2 separate regions of the Hordeum vulgare genome follow, and region 2 is linked to region 1. The links are chromatin contacts, called in public Hi-C maps. All regions are on one chromosome and are shown on one strand. Each heading gives the region's core, a stretch centred on a gene start, on an enhancer-like site or on the middle of the called end of the contact. The rest is flanking DNA. Distances are from core to core; before and after follow the strand shown. Region 1 has its middle 4.9 kb from the start of LOC123413658. Region 2 holds the start of LOC123410522.

Region 1 (7,840 bases), core at 3,626-6,125:
TTCTTGATCTTCATCACCAAAGCACCGGTACGATCTTCTTGTCACCGGCGCCACACCATGATCTCCATCAACGTGTCGCCATCGGGGTTGTCGTGCTACTCATGCTATTACTACTAAAGCTACATCCTAGCAAAATAGTAAACGCATCTGCAAGCACAAACGTTAGTTATAAAGACAACCCTATGGCTCCTGCCGGTTGCCGTACCATCGACGTGCAAGTCGATATTTTCTATTACAACATGACCATCTCATACATCCAATATATCACATCACATCGTTGGCCATATCACATCACAAGCATACCCTGCAAAAACAAGTTAGACGTCCTCTAATTTTGTTGTTGCATGTTTTACGTGGTGACCATGGGTATCTAGTAGGATCGCATCTTAAAATAACCGCCAAAATGCGGATCGGGGCGAAAAAGCCTGCCCGATCAGACCCCGCATCCCGCCCCGGTCCATAAAAATTTTTAGGAGACGCGGCAAATTCCCGACCCCAACCTGGGAAAACGCGGGTTTTCCCCCTCGCGGCTGCGGTGCCCTGCATAACAGAGAAGCAGTTGGCGGGAGGGACATTTCAGCCCGCGCTATTTTTCCCTCCCTTCCGCCGCCGCCCCGCCCTTGCTTCCGCCCGCCCCTCCGGCCATGTCTGCAGGCGAGCCGCTGCACCGCCCCTCCGGATCCAGCGAGAAGAACCGCCTCCCGCCGTCGTCGCCGCCGCCGCCGGGGATCGACCACCGCCTCCTCGCCGCCGCCGGTTAGTACCTTTTTGTGGTTCCTACTATCCTCCCGCCAACTACCCGAGAAGATGGAGTTGATCCCGTGCGAGAAGTTCCTGCTATCCGATTTGTCTGATTCAGACGGCTCGGATGTTGAGACCCTGCTTGCGACCTTTCGTCAGCAAACATTAGTCATGGCACTCGCTGTGAAGGAGCATGAAGACGAGAATCGGAAGAGGAGGCGAGGATCAGCTGGCGGGTGTTTGTGCATTCCTCGGAATCGCCATCTTGGGAACGAGATGTTGATGCAAGCCTATTTCACGGAGAATCCTACATATCCTCCACACCTCTTCTGGAGAAGGTACCAAATGCGCCAATCCCTCTTTGTGAAAATTGTTCAAGCTTGCGAGGAAAATTGCCGGTATTTTACTCAAAGAAGGAATGCCGCGGCTTAAAGGGATTTAGTGCATATCAAAAAATCTCCGCAGCTATGCGGGTGATTGCATATGGCGTTTCGGCTGACTATGTCGATGAGTACCTTCGCATTGGTGAAGATACCACAATTGAGTTTGTGCGTAGATTTGCGAAAGTGATCATCCGTCTGTTCAGTCCTGAGTATCTTCGGGCACCCAATGAAGATGACATAAAGAAATTGATGGCATCTAATGAGAGGAGAGGTTGGCCTGGCATGCTAGGTAGCATTGATTGTATGCATTGGAATTGGAAAAATTGCCCCAAGGCTTGGCAAGGAATGTATTGTGGCAAGTCTCGTGATGCAACAATTGTGCTAGAGGCCGTAGCATGCGAGGATTTATGGATTTGGCATTGCTTTTTTGGTATGCCGGGCACTCTCAATGATATCAATGTGTTGTAACGGTATGATTTCTTTGCTAGGCTTGCTAGTGGTGATGCTCCTGCTTGCAACTACACTATCAATGGGCATGAATACACAAAGGGGTACTACCTTGCAGATGGTATATACCCTCCTTGGTGCACATTTGTCAAGAGCATCAAAGAACCCAAGTTTAAAAAAAAATGTGAATTTGCAAAGGTGCAAGAGGCAGCCCGCAAAGACATTGAAAGAGCATTCGGTGTTTTGCAATCTAGGTTTGCCATTGTCCCTGGTCCTACTCGTTTTTGGGATAAGAGAACCTTGAAGAACATCATGACATGCTGTGTTATCCTGCACAATATGATTCTTGAAGATGAGAGAGGATTGAACTTAGAATTCTTTTACGACAATGTGGGTAGCCGTGTCAAACCAGCTAGAGATCCAAACCGCATTAGAGCTTTTCTTCAGACATACAAGGAGATTGAAAACCCACACACACACTGTCAACTTCAGAAAGATCTCATCGAACACCATTGGCAAAGGGCTGGACAGTAACTTATTTTTGTATTCATTTGTATTTGTATTCATGACAAGTTTTGAATAATTATTTGTAATGCGGATGATTATTGTATTGTGTTTGATTTGAATAATTCAGTTTGTTTTTGGTTGTTGAATTATGTTGTACTTGATATTTGCGGGCTGATGATATGTGGGAAGCAGCGGTGCAAAGAGTAGACCCCGCAAAGCCGACCCGTAAAAAGGAATATTCCATGAATATTTTTTTTACGGATCCGTTTGGGAGGTCTGCATCTGTGCCAGCCCAAGCTGGTCCGCAAAAGCTGTTTTGCGCGACCCGCAAACGCGTTTTGCGGGCAGGCGGGACGCGGAACCATAGTAAGCACCTACACTAGTGTCCCATCGGTCTATGGGTTCTTTGTATTTGATATTCTACTTTCATCCATTTCTAATGTTTTCGCTACAACTTATGTAATTATGTGCACTCAGGACTTGGATCCAATTTAGGTTTTATAGAGCATATGAATCAACTATATTTCGACCATATTATATGCATGGTTGCAAAATAATTTCGACGACCTTTTAAAATATGCGTACCACATTATATTTTACATGATATTCATTTTAGCTTTCATATGCCTAATAATTTTTCACTACGAATTCTCGATGAAACGCACTCAATATATTAGTACTTTCTGTCGCAGGTTGCATAGCATAATTAATCATAAGATTTTCATCGAGTTGAGTAGCAGCTTAGTTTTTTTGGGGTAGTAGTCCAAAGAGGTGAGAACGAGTTGTTCCTTATTTTATTTTTGAAAAAAATGCAACACTAATACTTCCATTAATTTAGAGAAGAGAATGTTTAAGAAGTAAATTAGCAAAAAGTATTAACAAGTTGTACAAAGAAAGATGGGAAATTCTATCGAGAAGCACCCCATCATCCATATCCCGTGCGGCGGCTTTCTTCGTCATGCATGCATGCATGCATTCAATGATGTTATCAAATTCGTTATAAATTACTGGATTTAATTTTTTTTTATCTCTTAAACCGTTAATTCGACCGATGATCCGTTTTCGCCGTTGACTTTGTTTCAACGAAATCTTCAAAACTAGATCCCATGTCGATATGTTTCGACAACTTTTTTTCCTCGTACTTACTACATTTATTGCACTTACTTGTCATATTAGTAAGTACTTACTTGTCTGATAAAAAATAACTTAATCACCAAATTTTTAGAAATTATGTATAAATATGACATCTCGACATAATCAAAATCGTAAGCACAAACAATTTTTTTAGGCGATTACACGCAAAAATGTGACAACTCAACATATTTAAAACCGGTAACCACAAAAATTTGTTTTTGGTCATCATTTATAAATATGACAACTCGGCATAGCTAAACTAACAAACACACAAAATAGTTTTCTGGTAAAGTTGCATGTAAATATGACAAGTTAGCATATTTAAATTGATAAACACAACCTATGACATGTTTTTGTATCATGTATAATGAAAACGGTTACAAGGCTTTGTACGAAACAACATCAAAAAGTGTTAATTAAGTTATTTTTCTCACGCAAATAAGTGGTTAATAATATGACAAGTGGGTCAAAAAATGTGGCAAGTATGATCGGAAAAAAAGTTGACGGAACATGTCAACATGAGATCTAGTTTTGAAGAACTCGTCGCGAGAAAGTCAATGATGAAAGCAGATCATCGATTAAATTAATGTTTTTATAGATAAAACTTTTTGAATTTCAAACATCAAAGAGAATCTTGATGACATCCTTGCATGCATGTAGGAGTTTTCATTATACATTATGATATCATTGATGCATGCATACATGAGAGATACTCCACGCACACACTAATTTTACATTAGATGAGTGATTAATAGAGTCTTACTTTTTACATTGAAAAATGATTAACTAAGCCGCCGCACCGCAATGCGGTGCCGCTGTTTAGTGATGTCCAAGAAAGATAACGGGTTCATATATAAAAAAGCGAGAGGACACCAATCACACTCTCCATTATTTTTGGACGAACACATCTTTCTATTCTGCAGTATCTATGCTTCTCCCCAACCATTGCCAGCACACAACCCTCGAACGTTCCTAAGCATCTGCATCCAGTACGGATAAGCTTTACGATTGATTACATCTTTTCTACTAGTAGAAACGAAACGTTGCATCCTCCTTTAAACTTCTGCATGCATTTTCCAAGTACAGTGCGGCATGAATCTAAGATTCCGTTTCCGGTGCCTAAACCGTCAGCCAGAGATCAGTCGACAACGAGGATGTGTCTTCCCACTTCAATCAGCCACCTTTGCCTTTAATTTTCTAATGAAAACCGTCGTGTTTTGTCCAGTTTGCAGCTCAATCTACGTCAAGATCACTAGGACATGTCAAAAAATATATCATTCGGACGATTTCATATATCTGGCCGGTTGCCTCGTTGATTTCCCACGTGACAGCGATATATTTAATTAATGCACTCGCTGCATAATCGTATGCATAAACCAGTCGAGATTGCAGCTCCAGCATAGATACTCTGCACAAGTGGAGGGCCGTGGAGCGTGAGATAATCACAGCATTAGCGGCAAAAGCGATCGCACGTGTGATGGCTTAGCGCGTCGCGTTTCCAGGTGCCGTAGCGTGGTAAGCCGACGTGTGCGCGGCACCTGCTGCCGACGGTTCCGGAGCGGCTGGAGGCGGGACACGTGGAGCCGCGAGATGGATCCGCAGTAGGAGCAGACGGTCTGGATTTTTTGGGTGACGATGGGGATGGGCTGTCGGCCCGTGTAGTGGGAAGAATGTGGGCTCGGCCTCCGCGTGACAGATCTGTCCTGGATTCGTCGTTCTCCCCGAGTGTGTCACAGGTGACTCGTGGGGCCGCCTTTGTTCGCGGCGTCTGACTCTGAAACTGACAGTAGAAGAGTGCAGTTGAAAGAAACAGATTTCGGGCAAGATGTTGTTTCTTCCCGATAGTTTGCGAGCAGAGCAGCACACTGACGGAGCTTAGAGCATCTTCAATAAATGGTTCAAATTTTGATGGTTTAAAACTGAAGATGTAAAATTTAAACCGTCAAAAAGTGTATTTTGGAGCTTTGAAAAATGCTCAACTTCAACAGATGATACAAATTGATGGTTCAAAAAAGCAACTTCAATAGATGGTCCGAACTAAAGATGTAAAAATCTGAAAAACGATCGCGTGTCTGCTGTCAGCCACTGTTCAGCCACGGTTTTGCATTGAACTAGCATAAATTTTTTGAAAATAAAGTACATCATCATCATAGTTTCAATCAAAAGTACATCACCATCATAGTATCAAATCCCTCTAGCAAAAGAACATCGTCTCAATCAATGTTTTTCGCCCTAGAAATTGAAATGCACATGAATATTACTCATGCGGGTCATCAACACCACCGGCCTTGTGAACCGTGGTACCATCATCATCTTCACCACATCGTCCTACACGGCCGGCGGTGGCGGCGGGGGAGGTTGAGAAATGGATGTAGGGCTGCTGGAGGAGGCCGCCGACGCATCGGCTGCGATTAGTCACCCCGAGCCGCCGCGACCGCCTTGAAGAGCTTCACCGGCCGCATAGAACTGTCGGTCGGGTTGCGGCTGCGGTTGGCCGACCATTTTCCGCCGCCTCGTCCCTTCCCCGGCTTCGCCGCCGGTGCGGTGGCCACCGGCCGGGGCAGAGCTAATCCGGGCCGGCGGACGGGGGGCGGCGGCATGGCAGCGGTTGCGGGCGAGATGGCAGCGGCGGTGGCCACGTGGGGCAGCCCACCGACTGCGGCAGCGACGGAGAAGGCGGCGGGGTCGTCGCCTTCGGCCATGACGGCGCCGGACGACGGGGGGCGGCAGTGGGCGGGCGGGAAGCGGGCGGGCGGGCGGGAAGGGAAATGAAGTGATGGTTGGGCGTTCGCGGGCGGCGGTTGGTTTTGGACCAGATGCACCTCGTGATGTAAATTTGCACCGCGAGGTGTTGCATTTTACATCACGAGTAGGCCGCGGTCCAATTTTTTTACATATGGACCGTCTGCTGGAGAATTGTTTTTTGCCTCAGACGATCCAAAAGTTAGGTATTTTTACATTTGAACCGTCTATTGAAGATGCTCTTAGTGCGATGCTAGGGGCACCGCCCCAGGTTTGGATATACTCCGTATGAATGAAGAACTGGAGACTGCCTTGATGTGTAGTCCTCGTGTTTTTGCATGTTTCATCTTTGGTACTCCCTCCATTCCTTACTAGTTAAATACCCATGCGTTGCTACGGAACATAAAAAATACATCAGACATTGTTTTATTTCGGATGTGTATCTCAAACATGATGGATATTCACCATATAACGGTAATCACCAATTCTTTCTTCCAATTCTTTTTCTGTCATGCCTCACTTTTTAACGTGAAATAGTAGGGGAGGCCCTTCATGTATTTTTTACGAATTAGAAGGTTGTGTCCTTAATTCCTCATGTCACCGTCTCTTTCACTACCTTTGTTGCATCCAGAAAAAATGGCTTTGTCCCCATTGTTCTCCCTCTCTACATCCATGGAATTCATCCATCTTTGTTCTATCATTGTTTTCGATTCAAATGTTGTGTATTTTGCCCTAACTATCGCTTGGCCACTTCTTCAAAATATTAGAAGATCTATAAAATGATGCATATGTATTGAAAGGAACAATGAGTAGGGACGAAGACCTACTAACAAAGGAACATATGATCACAAACTTCCCTTGTATATCTCATATGGGATAACCACGTGTATAAACAATCCAGCGTGAAACATGTATCTCTACTATTAAAGGGGATCTGCCGTCGTCGTGATGGTTCGACCAGCAATCCCCCTTTAGAATAGGCACCCACGTCACACCCCCTCCCCCTTCCGATTTTTTACATCCCTCCGAAAACCAAAGTTACATCCCTCCAAAAACCGAAGTGGTCCACCGAAATCCAAAGCATCCCCGCACATCGTCCACTTCTCCCACGATTCTCATCCGTCTCCAGATCTCTCCCCATCACCGTCCCTCGTCCTCCTCGCGCTCGCCCACTACCGCCCCGTTGCCGGCCGCCCATCCCTCGTCCTCCTCGCGCTCGCCCACTACCGCCCCGTTGCCGGCCGCCCATCCCTCGTCCTCCTCGCGCTCGCCCACTACCGCCCCGTTGCCGGCCACCTCGCAGCCGAGGGCGATGGCGAGCTCCTGCGCATCGAGGGCGCGGCAGGCGTGATGTTCGTCGCCGCGTCGGCGGGCTACGCGCTGGCGGATGTCGCGGCGCCGCTGCTCGGCGGCCTCGTCGCGCGGTACCCTGGCGGGATATGCCGCCACGCCGACCCGCTTCTGCTTGTGCCTGTCACCGAGTTCGCCTGCGGGGTGTTCGCCGTCGCGGGGACGTGGAACCACGTGCTGACCGACGGACCATCCCTCGTCCTCCTCGCGCTTGCCCACTACCGCCCCATTGCCGGCCGCCCATCCCTCGTCCTCCTCGCGCTCGCCCACTACCGCCCCGTTGCCGGCCGCCTCGCAGCCGAGGGTGATGGCGAGCTCCTGCGCATCGAGGGCGCGGCAGGCGTGATGTTCGTCGCCGCGTCGGCGGGCTACGCGCTGGCGGACGTTGCGGCGCCGCTGCTCGGCGGCCTCGTCGCGCGGTACCCTGGCGGGATCTGCGGCCACGCCGACCCGCTGCTGCTTGTGCAGGTCACCGAGTTCGCCTGCGGGGGGTTCGCCGTCGCGGGAACGTGGAACCACGTGCTGACCGACGGACC
Region 2 (7,840 bases), core at 3,989-6,488, 33 kb before region 1:
TTACCGTAATTTTGCCTCAAAGTCTAAAGAAGCAACCTCCTGAAAGCCAAGAGCTATTATCTAAAGTAAGAATATGTGGTATTTCAGCTATTTATGTCATTTCTAGTTTATTTTTGTTGCAATGCTTTACTAGGAACCAAAAATAGACCAGCTTTCTGTGTATATTATATTTTCTACTCATGCCAATTTGTAATTTTGTGTGTCTAGATTGCTCATCACAATCTCAGTGTATCCAAAATCAAATTACGGAAAGATGCATTATGTGAGAATTCCACATAAAATTGAATAACATGAAGTCCTAAGCTGAACCCCTCAATCAACTTGTGAATGAACTGTGTCTATTGGACCTAAGTCATGGTCAAAGATAATCAACAACTGATTGAATGGTGTGTATTGTAACTTGTGAAGTTTAAGGTTCCCATTATCAGAGAAGGTATCACCTGATATTTCCATCTGAACAACTTTAGAACTGCATGCATTTATTTTATTCCCATTAAGACCTGGGATTTTTAATCTTGATTATGCAATAGAGGCACGTGAGGGGGAAAAGCCTGCCCTGCCCTTCCTCGATCTTGTTGCCTCCGCCACATCCCCTCTCCAAGCTCCTTTTTCAGGCTCTGCACTCATTTTCGCTTAGCCTCAGATAACTAGAGGGAAAGGGATAATGAAGGATCTTCAACAACCAGATCTTGATCTGGACACCCTATATTTAGACTCTTGGATCTGCTACTTCCCATCTTCTCCGCCCACTGAAGCGAACCAGTGTGGTTAAGGTATTTCAATCTCCTGTCCACGGGTGGTAGAGGGTGCCATCTTCAGATTGTTCGCTGGTAACCCTTGGAGTTGCTGATGCAAACCCCACTGGCTGACATCTGAGCCAAGGAGGCATTGTTACGCTGGTGAATATGTGATTCATTGTCTACTCCACCAGTGAGATGATATATTTTACTTCGCCAAGCGCCCAAGCCCAAGTACCAGTCTGTAGCATTTCCATTTCAGGGTCCTTTGGTGTCCTGTGCTGAAAATTTTCTAACCAGTCCAGGTTCCAGAGATCTCAATCTTCTGAGGCCATCTTTCCTTGAAAGGATAAACTAACAACACTATATTTATTGATTCCGTAGTATCTTATCAGGCGTTTTGAGTTAAAAAACAAAACCACAGAACTAAAATTGTAGGGATTCCAAAGGCACCACCAGGATTCCTAGGATTCTTGGCAACTTACTAGATCAATACTGTAACATGTGTTAATTCCAATAAATTGCCTCACAGAAATTATTTCTTGACCTGCTTTAGCTTGCAAAGCCTTTTTCTCTGCTTTCAGGTGGTACATTGGGTATGTTTCAGTGACATTCTGTTAATTTTTAGGTACAAAACTTGATTGAGAAACCTCAGTATGACCATCTACCACTAATTGAGGCTAGCAGGTTTGTTAGCTTTCTGTTCAAATTGCTTTTAGTTTTAGTGATATGCATTTTGTATCCCGAAGTATTTTCAATTCCAACAGCATTTACCTATGATTTTGCTTTAAGTATTGCTCCTATTGTTTAGCTTTGGGTTTACTTTATGCTGTTGCACTTACGTTGTTGCTATGTCTGAGTAGTTTCATAACAGTCGATTTGTCAGACTTGACATTACCACTCTTAAAATATTGATCATAAATTTTGTGTTAGCCTATTTTTATTTGAGAGAATTGCCTTAGATTATGTTCGTCTTGTGCCATGACATTACAAAAACAACTCTTATTATTTTTCAGGTTATGCAACATGGACATCATCTCGAAGGTCCAACAGGTGATATGCTTTGCGTTTCATGACAGCAGGCTGCTGATGGAGACCTGCCAGGAGGCAAAGAACATGCGGAAGATCGTAACGCTCTTCTACTTGGATTAGCTAGCACCTCGGGGCGCTTCTATCCCCTTTTTGTCCGTAGGCCGGTGAACGGGATGCTATTTGGTTTAGTCATTCCTGTATACACTAAAGCTCTGGAGTAGGTTCAGGTTCGGGCATAACAGTGCGTCTTCGGGCATTTTGCCCATTATTCAAATTCTTGGTAGAAACCAAATAAGCTTGTCGATATGTCTAGTCCGCCAGTAAAGAAAATAATTCAAATTCTTATCATTAGTAATTTCAAAGGTTATTGAAAAATCTGTTTCCACCCTCATCAAAAAGAAAAAGGAAAAACTGATTCCAAAGGCTGAGTCGAGTTGGGGTTAGCGACCTTTTTTTTTTTTTTTTTGGAATTGTTGCCAAACTGTTCAAATGTACTCCGTCTCTTCCTAAATACAAGTCTTTTTAAAGATTTTAATAAGGACTACATACGGATGTATTTGAGTGAAGATCCACTCATTTTGCTCGGTATATATAGTTTATATTAAAATCTTTAAAAAAACTTATATTTAGGAAGGGAGGGAGTATATAATTTCATGTGTTTTGGGATGTGTGATGCATTTGGCTCAATGCGAAATCAATATTATTACATGTGAAAAGCATATCTGGCTGAATACATTGTACAGCCAATCTTTTTGCAAGTGGAAAGCACACCTTGCTGCCAACAATGCAAAACCAATCCTTTTACTCACATGAGAAAAGTTGTCTTCGTGTGAAAGATTACAATGATGTAAGCACGCTGTGATCCAAAAAGCGACAGAGCTGTACTTAGAGAAGAGTAAAAAAAAAAGAGAGCATCTGCTACCACAGCATCAAACCCGGACAAGCCTATAAACAGTTAAAAACCTCACTCTAATTTACAGCATTCAGTATGCAGCAGATCCTTGTGCTGCGGAAACCTAATATGGTAGGCGCTGAAACTGTCAATATAGTCAGCACTGAAACTGTCAAAGCAGCCCGAGGCCGGTCAGTCGTCGCAAGCTTATGCTTAGACCATGTAGACGCCCTCGTCGGGGTCGTCGCTGCCGATGAGCACCAGCCCCTCGACGAGAACCGGGAACATGCACCTCGCCGGCTGGCGGCCGGTGGCCACCACGCCGTCCGGCGCGTCGACGACGTTGAAGGCGTGGTGCCTCTTGAGCACGCCGATCACGCTCGCCGTGTCCCCCTCCCTGACGAACCTGTCAAGCCAGTTGGTTGCAGTTTTGCTCAACATGTGACTGCGCATATGATATGTATGTCAGCCGTGCTCTGAAGCTGAGCCACGAATGCCTTATTACCCTTCTTCGACGCGCACGGCGCCGTCGCAGGACACGCCGGTGCTGGCCGCCCAGCTCTTGAGGCTCCGCGACGCGCCCTTGCTGCCGTCGCCGCCGTCAAAGCGGATGGTTTTCCGGTTGATCATCCAGGTGATCTTGGCGCCTTCTCCGGCGCGCACGTAGAACCTCCTCCCGGAGTTCCTGTCGGAGATGTAGAAGTTTGTCGACCGCGCCTGCCAGGGTCAAAAGACACATTCCGTCAGCACTGCGCCCCGTAGACCATCGGTGCCAACTGATTTACGAGGGTGGCAGAGCCTGACTGAGTGACTGACTGACCTCGGCGTGCCTGAGCTGCCACCGTGAGCAGCAGCAGGCCCACGCCCACCCACGGCGGCCGTACACCCGGACCGACGTGAAGACGCACCGGGCGGCGTCGTGGAAGCAGGCTCCCACGGGGACCCGCCCGCAGGTCACTTGCTGCAACGCAAAGCACGGCACGGCGATCATGAAACATCAGAACACGTGGCACGAATATAAGTTCAGCAGCAACACGGTGTAATGTTAAGCATCGTTTTTCTCTGTAATTATCTCTTGCTAATGCTTGCAGAGTAAATTAGCCATGCGGTGTGCCTTGGTGAAGCAAAAGTGGTCAGGTAGCTTGTGTTCCACCAGAGGTAATGCATGGCAGGGAAGCCATTGACCACCACATGTTGCTTAAGCCCCAGTTTGACAGCCTCCGACGCTTGCCAAACGCAAGCAAAGCAGCTCCAGCAGTTTGGGCTGCCCGATCAGATTGGCATATGCGTCGCTTGCTGCCGAGCTAAGCTTCAGCAGACGCCTCTGAAAGCTGGATTATGGCACGCTCTAGCTATATTCGATCACGATGCTAAGCAATTAAATCGGCATGCAAGTTCTTGGCAAACGACTGAATAAACGGTGTCTGATCATTGATCACTCAGCGTAGCGATAATGGATTTTGCAGGTGAGCAGAACAGAGAGGTATGAGGCGGTGGCTCACCCCGGTGATCTTGACGAGCTCGCCGATGGGCATGTCCCCCTGGTCGAACACCGTGTCGGGGGACAGCCGGAAGAACCGCTCCGCCTCCGCCGCGCACCGCAGAAAGTTCCAGGAGAGCACGGCCGCGGCTGCCGCCACGGCGCCGCCCGCAGCCGCGAGCGCCTCCCACCGGCGCCACGCCACGAGGAAGAACAGCCCGGCGCCGACTCCGGCCGCGGCGGCCACGAGCAGCAGCACGTAGCACGCGAACGGGACGCCGAGCCTCGTGCTCCCGCGCGCCACGACGGGCGCCGCCTCCTCCATGGCGGCCGCGCGCCTCCTGCTCGCCTTCCTCCACGACCCTCCCCGCGCCGGCGACGGCGCGGCGGGAGGCGACGGGCCCACGAGGAGGCCGGAGTGCGAGAGCTGCGACAGCGGCCCGGACGCCGAGGGCGACGGGGCTGGCCTGGGCGGCAGCGGGAGGTGCCCGGAGCTGCGGCGCGAGGAGGAGGCCGGGGACGGCGCCTGCGACTGCCACGCCGAGGAGGCGACGTCGAACATCCGTCCCAGCTCCCCTGACCGCGACAGGTCCCCGCCGGTGTACGGCGGCGTGGCGACCGACCCCGACGATAGCTGCCGCTCCCGCCTCCTGTCCGGCGCCCGGCCGGACACGTACATGCCGCTCCCTATCTGATGCATGCCGACCGATCCCTCCCCTCCCTCCTCCGGCCGCCCCTCGTGAGTCTTGACGCACGCCGCCGCGGGCAAAAGCGATCAGCGATCGAGCAAGCTCGAGAAGTGGAAGCTCCACAAAGAAGAGGACGACGGCGACGGCGTGACGTGAGGGCGATCGAAGGCTGCCGCTACCTCCGCTTTAGCATGTCGTGATCGACCGGGCTATAGGGAACAGGGCGGCAAAGGATCGGTATGCACCGGTGCGCTGCACCGGGCGCTAAGCAAGTTTTTATTCGGCCTGCTGCTGCTGCTGCGCGTGTCGTTGCGTGGTCGCGAGTTAATTCGAGGTCGGCCGGCGTGACCGCTCGCTCCGGACCCTATCGGCTGGAGCGAAACCGTTAGTTCAGCTTGGACCAAGTAGTGGCTTTCGCTTTGCATCCGTGCGTGCAGCTAATGGAGCGGAGCGAGCAATGCGGACGGAAGGTGGCGGTGATGCTGAGGAACCACGCGCTCTTTTGGCCGGCAACACGAGGGTACGTGGCCGGAGCTTAGAGCATTTTCAACAGACATGTTAGATTTTTTCTTCACGTTGATGTAGCGTTTTAGCGCGCTCGTAGACGTGTGGTAGCTAGCTGTAAAATTTAGCACGTTGCAGGTAGCGCAATGTTAAATTTACACAACGTGCGATCTAGCATAAATACATTTTTCACTTAAACATAAAACCAAAAAATCAAACATACACAAAATAAACCAACAATAAATAGTACAATTACTATTGTCAGATTTTTTATCAAACACTTAATGGGCGCCAAGCTGCAGACGACCATCGGGCACCGTTCTGTGGAGGAACGGAGCACTCAATGGACGACGACAAGGAGAATAGGCAGAGCAAGCAACGGCGACCACCAGGAGCGGCAGCGGGGGCGGCGGCGCGTTGGAAAGAGGCAAGGAAAGCACCGACGGGAAGAGCGGGTGGAGGCGCTGACACCGAGATGTTTCAGATCCGGTGGTTGGTGGTTCACGCGCAAGTTTGGTTTGTCCACCATGCTGAAACGGACGTAACAAGTAAACCATGCGTGATGCAGTTTTTCCCAGCATGTTGACACGTTTTTTACCGCGCGTGACATTATTACATGGCTGCTGGAGCGTTGGTTTCGTCCGTAGGTACGTCATATAACATGTATTTTAAGCACGTGATTTATTTAATGCCTCTGTTAGAGATGTTCTTACACGCGTGCAAAAAGGACATACACGCGAGATACGATGTTATTCTGCAAATTTCTGTCGGCCTTGTACCTTCCATTTCCGGTATCCACTAATCCACATGTTGCTAAGGGAATTCTTTTTTTTTTTGCGGGATAAAGGGAGTTTATTAAGATGTCATAGTGTTACAGTCGAGAGGCCACAAACCCTCAATACAAGGTGGAACCGAACGCAACCACACAACTGTAGTTCGCTCAGAACGGCTATAATTGGCCAACCGATCGACAACTCTATTCTGAGTGCGATAAATTTTCTGAGGTACAAACTCCCTGTTACTCATCAACTCCTTAATCTCTCGGACCAAATGACCATAAGTTGAGCGAGTTAAAGCATTGCTCGATAGGCTCGCTAAGGCTTCTGAAGAATCCGACTGGACGACGACTGGAAGATCCGTGTGTTGGATTGCCAAGGCCATACCTTGCATCAGCGCATGAATTTCAGCTTCCAGGGCATCGTTGCAATAAAACAGGACCCGGTATGCAGCAAAAATGATCTGTCCCTCATGATCTCGCAGAACCATACCGGCGACCGCCGAGCTATCTGACTCCTGAAATGATCCATCAACTGACAGAGCAGCATATCCTGGACTCGGCGCCGACCAAGGCAAGGAAGGAGCCTCCCTCCTGGGCAGAACTATCTGAATTGCCGAAGATGGCATTTTACCTTTCAGAATGTCATCCACCGAATAACGTCCTGCTAACTTAATGGATTTATAATAACTGTCCAGGAATTCCACCGGAGAAGAAACTGGCGGTATCTCCTTACCATGAGTTTGGTCGTTGCGTAGCTGCCAAATGCGCCATACTAGCATGATAATCATGTCACGCACATCATCTGAACACCTGTATAAGAGGTGCATAAGCCATTCCCTACCATTATCAACTAGGAGATCATCAGGAGGTAGGGGCCATCTTGTACGCATATTCAGCCAAACCTCTCTCGCACGAATGCATGCGATCAAAGCATGATATGTACCTTCCTCCTCCAGACCACAAAGTTGGCACGTTGAACTTGTGGATATATGTCGTAACACTTTACATTGTTGTGTCGGTAGCACTCCAGAAACAATTTTCCAAGCAGTTATCTTCATCTTCTGCGGAACCGAGGATTGCCAAACACAGTTCCAAAGAGAGCGAGAACCATTTGCCGCCGCACTTGAGGCCCCTCCAGAAAAAGTTGTGTCATGATCACATGTGGCTAATTTGTAAGCACTCTTTACTGAAAATATTCCACTCTTTTCTGGGAACCATGAAATGAAATCAGAACGCTGCCTTGGAGAGGTACGTATCTTGAGAATATGTAATACATCCATCTCCCAAAAGTATTCACGAAGACGATCAGCCCTCCATGCCCCATTGGCGTCCAGAAAATCTGAAACACGGTTCAAACGACAATTGCCCTTCGGGGTGACTGGACGGAAGGAGGACGGCCACGGAATCGAGGGATCACGCCAAGTACGAATGTGCTCCCCGTCACCCACCCGCCATATAACTCCTTTTTTCAACAGTTCCAACCCATGCAATATACCTTTCCACACTGCAGAACCAGTGTTTGGAAACACGGTGTCCAACAACTAACCATGAGGGTGATACTTTGCCTTCAATAATCTCGCACATAGGCTGTCAGGAGAATCAATAAGTCTCCAAGCTTGCTTAGCCAACAACGCTTGGTTGAAAGCTCTCATATCTCTGAAGCCCATACCCCCCATGGATTTAGGAAGTCTCATTCTGTCCCAACTCATCCATGCCATTTTCTTCTTA

The links. A called contact is a pair of places that touch in the nucleus more often than the background predicts.
Region 2: a contact with region 1 is called in a Hi-C map of leaf, with 4 times the contacts expected there. The contact joins the promoter of LOC123410522 here to the enhancer-like site in region 1. A contact is called at or near these places in 2 of 6 Hi-C or Micro-C datasets (both in leaf).

What each region holds. Positions count from the first base shown.
Region 1 is chr7H:541,178,731-541,186,570 of MorexV3_pseudomolecules_assembly, reverse strand. No RefSeq gene overlaps it. Among protein-coding and RNA genes, the nearest start is that of LOC123413658, 4.9 kb to the right of the region's middle. Within about 2 kb of position 4,875, at least 3 of the 3 cell types and tissues checked have open chromatin away from gene starts, as enhancers often do. A contact at or near this core is called in leaf, where this site is marked.
Region 2 is chr7H:541,212,088-541,219,927 of MorexV3_pseudomolecules_assembly, reverse strand. LOC123410522 reads right to left here and starts at 5,238. Exons shown (of 4, transcript XM_045103469.1): 1 at 4,164-5,238; 2 at 3,482-3,622; 3 at 3,167-3,378; 4 at 2,555-3,067. The coding sequence starts at 4,841. The coding sequence ends at 2,875. LOC123410523 reads left to right here. Exons shown (of 6, transcript XM_045103471.1): 4 at 1-65; 5 at 1,366-1,424; 6 at 1,754-2,144. The coding sequence ends at 1,889.